Linked DNA regions of Zea mays: region 2 is linked to region 1. The links are chromatin contacts, called in public Hi-C maps. All regions are on one chromosome and are shown on one strand. Each heading gives the region's core, a stretch centred on a gene start, on an enhancer-like site or on the middle of the called end of the contact. The rest is flanking DNA. Distances are from core to core; before and after follow the strand shown. Region 1 holds the start of LOC103633484 (DExH-box ATP-dependent RNA helicase DExH12). Region 2 holds the start of LOC101027165 (zinc finger CCHC domain-containing protein 10).

Region 1 (3,427 bases), core at 8-2,507:
CATTCAACTCAGCCATGTCATCTTCCTCATCCTCATCCAGCTCGTCTTGCACCTGGTACGCCCAAACACAAACATACAGTGGTAAGCAAGTAATCAAGACAAGTAGTAGGATGGCAAGATGCCAAGATCAGTTAAACATATGAATTAACGTGTATACCTGATCAAAATCACTCTCCTCGTCTTCGTCTTCTTCAAACTCAACAGCAACACCAACATCATCATCCAGAGTGGTGTCCACAGCGTCGGCGGAAGGCGCACCGGAAGCATCACCAGCTGCCGCATCATGGAAGTCGGTGATGAGCTTGCCAATGGAGACAAGCTGATCAAAGAGCTGGCTGGAGATAGGGTTGAGCAGCTGCTCAATGTCCTTCTTCTTATCAGGGTTCTTGACCTTGTCATTCTTGAGTGTAGCGAGCACCTCATCAGCTGCCCCAGCAAGGACATCGAGGGGCTGGCCGCCAAGCTGCTGTTGGATGAGGCTGAGCAAGGCCTCATAGGCGGCACGCGTCTCCTTGGTCTGGGGCTTGTACACGGCGTCGTCGGTGAGGGAGAGGACGGAGACCTCCTGGGCGGAAGCAGCGCGGCGCCTGCGCTTGGCGTCGCGACGGGGGAGGTCGGCGGAGTCGAGCGCGGCAGCAGCGTCGCGCTTAGACTTTTTGGTGCGCGACTTGGAGAGCTTCTCCTCGAGCTCGGGCGGCCTGTTCTGGACGGCGCGGTCGCCGAAGGACCTGGGGTCGATCCTGCCCCAGAGCGTCTCGGGCTCTCCGGTGGGCTCGTGGGTGTCGCGCGGGCGGGAGTCTGTGGTGAGGACGAGGCTGGAGTTGGCGCGATACTCGTACTGCTTGAATCGCGCGTGCGCCTCGGCGCCACCGCCGAGGTTGGCCATGGGAGCTGCGGCGGAGGAAGGCGGATCGGAATCAGCAGGACAAGTTATCGAATCTGAAAACCCTAAGCATCCTCTCTAATATGGAGTGGAAATCGAAGCAGAAGAGGAGCGGCAGTGTGGGGCGAGAACAGAGATTCAGAGAAATATACCTTTGTTCGTGCGGCGGGTCGATGAAGGGTCCTCCTCGCGCTCCCCCGGTGGCGGCGGAGTGAGAGAGGTTAGGGTTTTGCCTTCCCCTCCCTGAATCTGACTTGATTCGATATGGTCTGATGAATAGAAAGCGAAGAGGGCTTCGCGGCAGAGTCGCAGAAAGCAGATGATGCTTGACGAGACGAGACGAGGTCGGTTGGAGACCGACGAACCGACGTGGGCTCGGCTGACTTTCGGATTTCGGCCGGCCCATTAAATGTTGAGCCCTAACCTTAGACAACAGGCCTCCACTTTTTCGTTAATTTAACACGGGTTGCCATGTTTTTTTTTTCTTTTTTGTCTTTAAAAATATTCGAAATTGAAGAACAAGCTAAAATTGTCAAACAAGAAATTGAGGATGAAAAGCTAAATTATGTTGGGGGTGCTTATTTGAATGGTAGGCACCCGTGAATTAAGGATGGTGTTGTCTTCCAAAGGGAAGGCAAAGAAAATACCAAGATTAAAATAAATGGCATGAGTTTCCCAACTTTGCGAAGGAAAAGGACAAGGCTCCAATTGCTTATAATGTTCATTTTTCTCATGCTCATGCTTCATATGCTATAACTTCACATGTTAGGCATATTGCTTCTCATGCTCATATTTCACATGGTAGAGCATCTCATGTTAGGCATAATGCTTATAATGATAAGATTGTTCATGTGCCTAAAATCAAGACTAGCAATGCATCAAATGGTCCATATATGTCATATCATACCTTTGATGCTTTCAAAGGATCATGCAACAACAACCATCAAACACATTCATGCATGGGTGGAAGGTGAAACCGAGAGAAAGCTCAATGCGTTGCACACTAATCATGGAGGAGAGCACCTCCATCAAGTTCATGTAATATTGCACCGATGAAGGGGTGCAACGTCAACTCATCGCACCATACAACCCTCGACAAAACGACATGGTTGAGCGTTAGAACGACTTAGTGGTGGCAATAACAAAAAGCATGCTGTCGGCGTTTTGGACCCGCGAGGACCCTCAACCGACTATTGAATTTGTCGCTGCGTGTCTCTGCCCAGATGGGTTGATGCAAGATGAAACACAAGAGGGAAGATGAGGCTTATATTATCTTGCACCGGGGTGCTCGTAGTAGGGGTTACAAGCGTCACGAGAGAGAGAGAGAGTGGGTCTGGCCCTGAGGTGAGCTGCCTGAGTTAGCCTCCTCCGCGTTTCTCCCACTCTGCCTGCCTTTCTCCGTCTTCTTTCCCTCTCTTCTCCCCTTAGGAAGGCCCTGGACATCCCCTTTTATAGATACAAGGAGATGGCCCAGCTGTACAATGGGGGTGTAGCTATGTGCTAACGTGGCCGGTGGAGAAGTGCTTGAGCCCTGTGTATGTGCTAACGTGGCCGTCGGAGAAGTGCTTGAGCCCTGTAGAAGCGCAGCTGGCGGTGCGGCATGGATCCTGTTGACGTTTCCTTGCTTCCGTAGGGAGCTGAGAACCATCGACGTCATGGACGCATGCGGGGAACCATCATTACCTGCTATCGGAGTAGTTTGATGTGACTCTGGTCTTGTTCCTTCGTAGCAAGGGGTGGCTAGCTAGCAATAGGGTAATGATGTATCCCCTGTAGCGTAGTCGACTCCGAGGCCGAGGTCGGGCGAGGCGGAGACTTCTCCTGAGGCCGACGCCGAGGTCGGGCGAGGATGTGACTCCTCCCGAGGCCGAGGCTGAGGCTGAGGCCTGGAGTCGGGCAAGGCGGAGACCTTCTCCTGAGGCCGAGGCTGAGGCCGAGGCCTGAGGTCGGGCGAGGCGGAGCTCCCTGTTGCGCCCGAGGCTGAACTCGGGGGAGATCGTGACTCAGTTTTACCCTGGTGGTTGGCACAGTAGTCGGAACGGGGTGGATAGTGTTGTTTCCCTGTCAGAACGATCAGTAAAGGGGCGAAGTGACTGTGGTCACTTCGACCTTGCCGACTGAGGTGCGTGTGTCAGGATAAGGTGTCAGGCGATCCCCGCATTAAATGCGCATGCGATACGGTCGGTTGGTAAGGCGATTTGGCCAAGGTCGCTGCACGACAAAGCTTGCCCGAGCTAGACTTCGGGCGAGCCGAGGGTGCGCCCACTGCCTGAGGAGGCCCTCGGGCGAGGCGTGAATCCGTTCGGGACTACTGTTCCCGCCCGAGGCCGAGCTCGGGCGAGGTGAGATCGCATCCCTTGGTAGATGAGGCCTTGACTTGAACCGTGCTTATCAGTCTTTACGGTTTGTTCTGAAGATGTTTTCCAGTCAGGTTAAGGAGCATCGGGGGTACCCCTAATCATGGTCCCCGACAGTAGCCCCCGAGCCTCGAAGGGAGTGTAGGTAGGGGTGGGCGTTCGGGTTACCCGAAAATTTTGGGTCGGG
Region 2 (3,791 bases), core at 790-3,289, 240 kb after region 1:
TAATCTGGTTCAAGATCACGAACCTGTTTGTCATCCTGTTTGGTTGCTCCTCTATAATTTATTTGTACCCAACAGTCAGCATTCAGCACTTGCTGATCTATCTGTTCGCACTCAATGTTCTTGATCAAGACATGGATGCTCATGCTCTTGATATTGATAAGTTGGATGATGGTTACTAAACTAGATGCAAGTTCTAACTTGCATGTTGCATAGTTTCATAGACTTGTGTGATTATCAACTTATGAGTATGAAAATATCATGTCCTGTCGTTTTATGTCAAGTCTGAAAAGACGTTTCAACGTTTAAATGTTGAAAAGGTGGCTCCTAACAGTTTATCGTTTTACCGCTTTAATAACCATGATATCAATAACAAGCAAGCACTAAGTCTGGTTGGCGAGAACCAAGAGCTGTAAACAAGTAGTACACTTTGCACGAAACAAAAGGCGAATATTACTAATTCTACTGATAGAGAATCAACATTCCAGTGCTCCCTAGTGATAGATCTGACGAGAAATTAGCCACAGCCTCGGGGGTGAGAAGGCAGAGGCAGGGAGGCTCGATGAGCTACATAAAGGACACATGGTGAAGCGTACAGTGGCTCTAACTTGGTGACATGAGCACCATAATCCCGTCGAAGGGACGATAAGTCTATGAATTATGTGTGATATCCTAGCCCCTGGGATGATGATATCCTCTCTCAATGCTTAATAGAATTAATAGAGTATTCATACCAACAAGGTGCATCTTCTTTTTCGGAAGTCTATCTCGAAAGAACCTTCAAGTTAAGCGTGCTTGGCTTGGAGCAATTTGGAATGGTGACCGACCGGAAAGTTTTCTCGGGTGCGCATGCAAAAGACTCGTGTTGGTCTGTGGGGACAATATATGATCCTAGAGAGCTGCCAGGAGTAAGTACCACCGGTCCAGGGATTGGACGGGGTGTTGCAGGTGGTATCAGAGCCGACCCTCGCGGTTTCACAGGCGTGTGTGTGTTAGGTGTTCGGGTATATGGCACATGGCGTATGTTGGCCCAGAGTGGTCACATAATATGACGACACTAGACACACAGACGTGGCTAAGAGGGGAGGTTCCTAAATTAGGATTGACCGACGAGGACGTCGGTCTTCTAAGGGGGTGGATTGTAATATCCTGACCACTGTGATGGTGATATCCTGGCCCAAGGCTTAATATAATTAATTGAGTATCTATACCGATAAGGTGCATCTTATTTTTCGGAAGCCTAGCTCGAAAAAACCTCTAAGTTAAGCGTGCTTGAGCAATTTGTGATGGGTGACCGACCAAGAAGTTTTCTCGGGTGCGCATGAGTGGGGACAAAGTGTGTACAAAAGACTTGTATTGGTCTGTGAGGACAATATATGATCCTAAAGAGCTAACAGGAGTAATTACCACCTGTCCAGGATTGGACGAGGTGTTACATTATGGGTCTGTCTAAGCCTATGAAATGTGGACCTGATGACAATTTTGAGAAGCTCGTTATTTGTAATGGGCTAATGGCAAATTGCCAAGGGTCCGGCGGAGTCTATGGAATGTGGGGTTGATGGCTATTTTGCGAAGCACATCCTTTCCAATGGCAAATAGCCAATCCCTTCTCGGACTGGCGCGTCGGTGGTCCCTAGGAGGAGGTGCGCCGCGGCGGCGGCGCTGATATGGGAGAAGGCGGGCGACCACACGCGTGCGTACAGGGAGGCAGGGACCTGGGTCTATGCGCGAGGAGGAGCATACGCAGGTGCACTACGCAACCTTAGGGTATCCAACAGAACGACGAATCCCCAAGACCCCCACCCCAATGCCATTGAATTAGTCGACGGACGCTGCAGGCATGGAATCTGATAAGATAGCGAGTCGGAGCGGGGCAGGAGAGGTGGAGCGAGCCGACTTACCAGACGGAGCGCAGCGGAACGGAGGCCGCAAGGTCACCGCCGTGTATTAGGGTTTGGCAGTCGGGGTCGGGGTCGGGGTCGGGGTCGGGAGGGAGGGAGGAGGCCGCCCGGTGCCGATTTGATTTGAGAGGTCAGTCTGGACTTTGGGTTCTGGACTCTGGACTCTGGAGGAGATCGAGGACGAGCCTGATTGACCGGTTGGGCTGGGCTGCGAGCGGACATTCAGTTGGGCCGCATCGGTCTTGGGCTCTTTATCCTTTTGCTTTAATTTTTAAGGAAAAATCGTTCATTTCCGTTTATGCTCAATGTCGATATCAAAGGGCATAGAATTGATTTGTGTTCAATACTAAACTAATCATGATATTAAAATGAGATGTAATTTTAATTCTATTGTTTGAATGTCATTGAATTTAAGTTTGAAGACGTGCCGTCTAATTCTACGCAATACAGAAGGGTGACACTCTGTATTACGAGATAGAGTTTCTAGTAATATTTCCATTCAATGGAATTGAGTCTCTGATTCCAAATCTTAATTTTGTGTGCAACCAAACAACAGAATTTTAGAAATATGGTTTCAATTCTCAATTTTATGCTCAAATATCGACATCTAAATAGGGTATTAATGGAAACTAGTGTCATGCCACTGTAAACAGGGAAAATGGTCGACGCTAATTTTTATATTGATTCGTTCAAAATTATATTATACATATCCCAATCATTTTTGTTTTTTCGTTTTTTGATAGATGAAAATGGGATAAATGGTATTGGTGTTTTTGTATCTTTTTTGTTTTCCACTTTTAGTCAAGATATCTCGTGTGTGTGTGTGTATATATATATATATATATATATATATATATAGTTTATCTATTAAGAGCCCTGGGCTCTATATAACTGTAGAGAGCCCCAGCCCACGTCCGATCACTTTTTACGCAAGCGAACAGATTTATCGTAAACGGAAACCCATTTTAGCGTAAACAGAGTAACAACCGCGAGCCCTACATGTTTACGCTATTCCATTCTTCCATTTATACATAATAGTGATTTAGCATAACTACTCCAGCCGACCCACGTTCCAGAAATAAAGGAATGGGCCCACTACCCCACTTCCCACGCGGTCAAACACTTCTATACCCTAACCCCCGCGCGGTCAACCATCCTGGCCGACTCGCCGCGTTTCTTCAGCGGTCGCCTGGGCGATTCTTGTTCATCCGCCGCCGCCAGTCCGTTTCGCCGTCCTCCACCGCCGCACGCCCTCAACATTAATCGCCGCCGCCGTTGACAGCATCGTCGAGCCGCTGCCGTTGTCAATCTTGCGCGCCCCGCGTCACATTGGCTCACGTCCGCGGTCGCTATGTCGTCCGGATTCCAAGGTGCTCGAGTTTATTTTTTAATTTTATGCTTTTCAATGCAACCTACTAATCTCCTTCCCCACTCTGGCAGTGTGAATCGCCTGCATTTGTCTCCGCGCGAACTCAACACTAATCGGCGTTGTCAACAGTCTCCGCGCGAACTCAACCCTAATCGGCGCCGCCGTTGACAGTGTCGTCGAGCCGACCGCTGCTGTAAATCCTCCGCCACTGCGTCCTATAGGTATTTCACATGCCTACCAACGGTCTTCATTGATCTTACTGTTCTTGTGCGATTATGGTTCAGTTATTTATCATAGATTCTTTAGGTTTGATAAAGGTTCACGGACCTGTTCTTTTGAACTCATTGTATGCTCAAATTGTGTGGGTGAAGATATATGCAATGATGTGAATTATACATACCTTTATGAAGTAGGGGTTGATATTTTGATGTGGAAACAAGTGTAGTGGGGAGGTTGAATTATGTACCGTGATAGACCGGACAGGCCCTTGGGCTTCCTTGTATGGCTAACTTTCTGCATTGATA

What was found. Hi-C and Micro-C count contacts between places; a contact is called where the count stands out from the background.
Region 2: a contact with region 1 is called in a Hi-C map of tassel, with 2.9 times the contacts expected there. The contact joins the promoter of LOC101027165 here to the promoter of LOC103633484 in region 1. A contact is called at or near these places in 3 of 25 Hi-C or Micro-C datasets (leaf and tassel).

Annotation. Positions count from the first base shown.
Region 1 is chr7:177,979,088-177,982,514 of Zm-B73-REFERENCE-NAM-5.0, forward strand. It overlaps LOC103633484 (DExH-box ATP-dependent RNA helicase DExH12), which reads right to left and starts at 1,258. Exons shown (of 5, transcript XM_008655178.3): 1 at 1,036-1,258; 2 at 158-891; 3 at 1-52. The coding sequence starts at 886.
Region 2 is chr7:178,214,754-178,218,544 of Zm-B73-REFERENCE-NAM-5.0, forward strand. LOC101027165 (zinc finger CCHC domain-containing protein 10) reads right to left here and starts at 2,040. Exons shown (of 2, transcript NM_001279712.1): 1 at 1,899-2,040.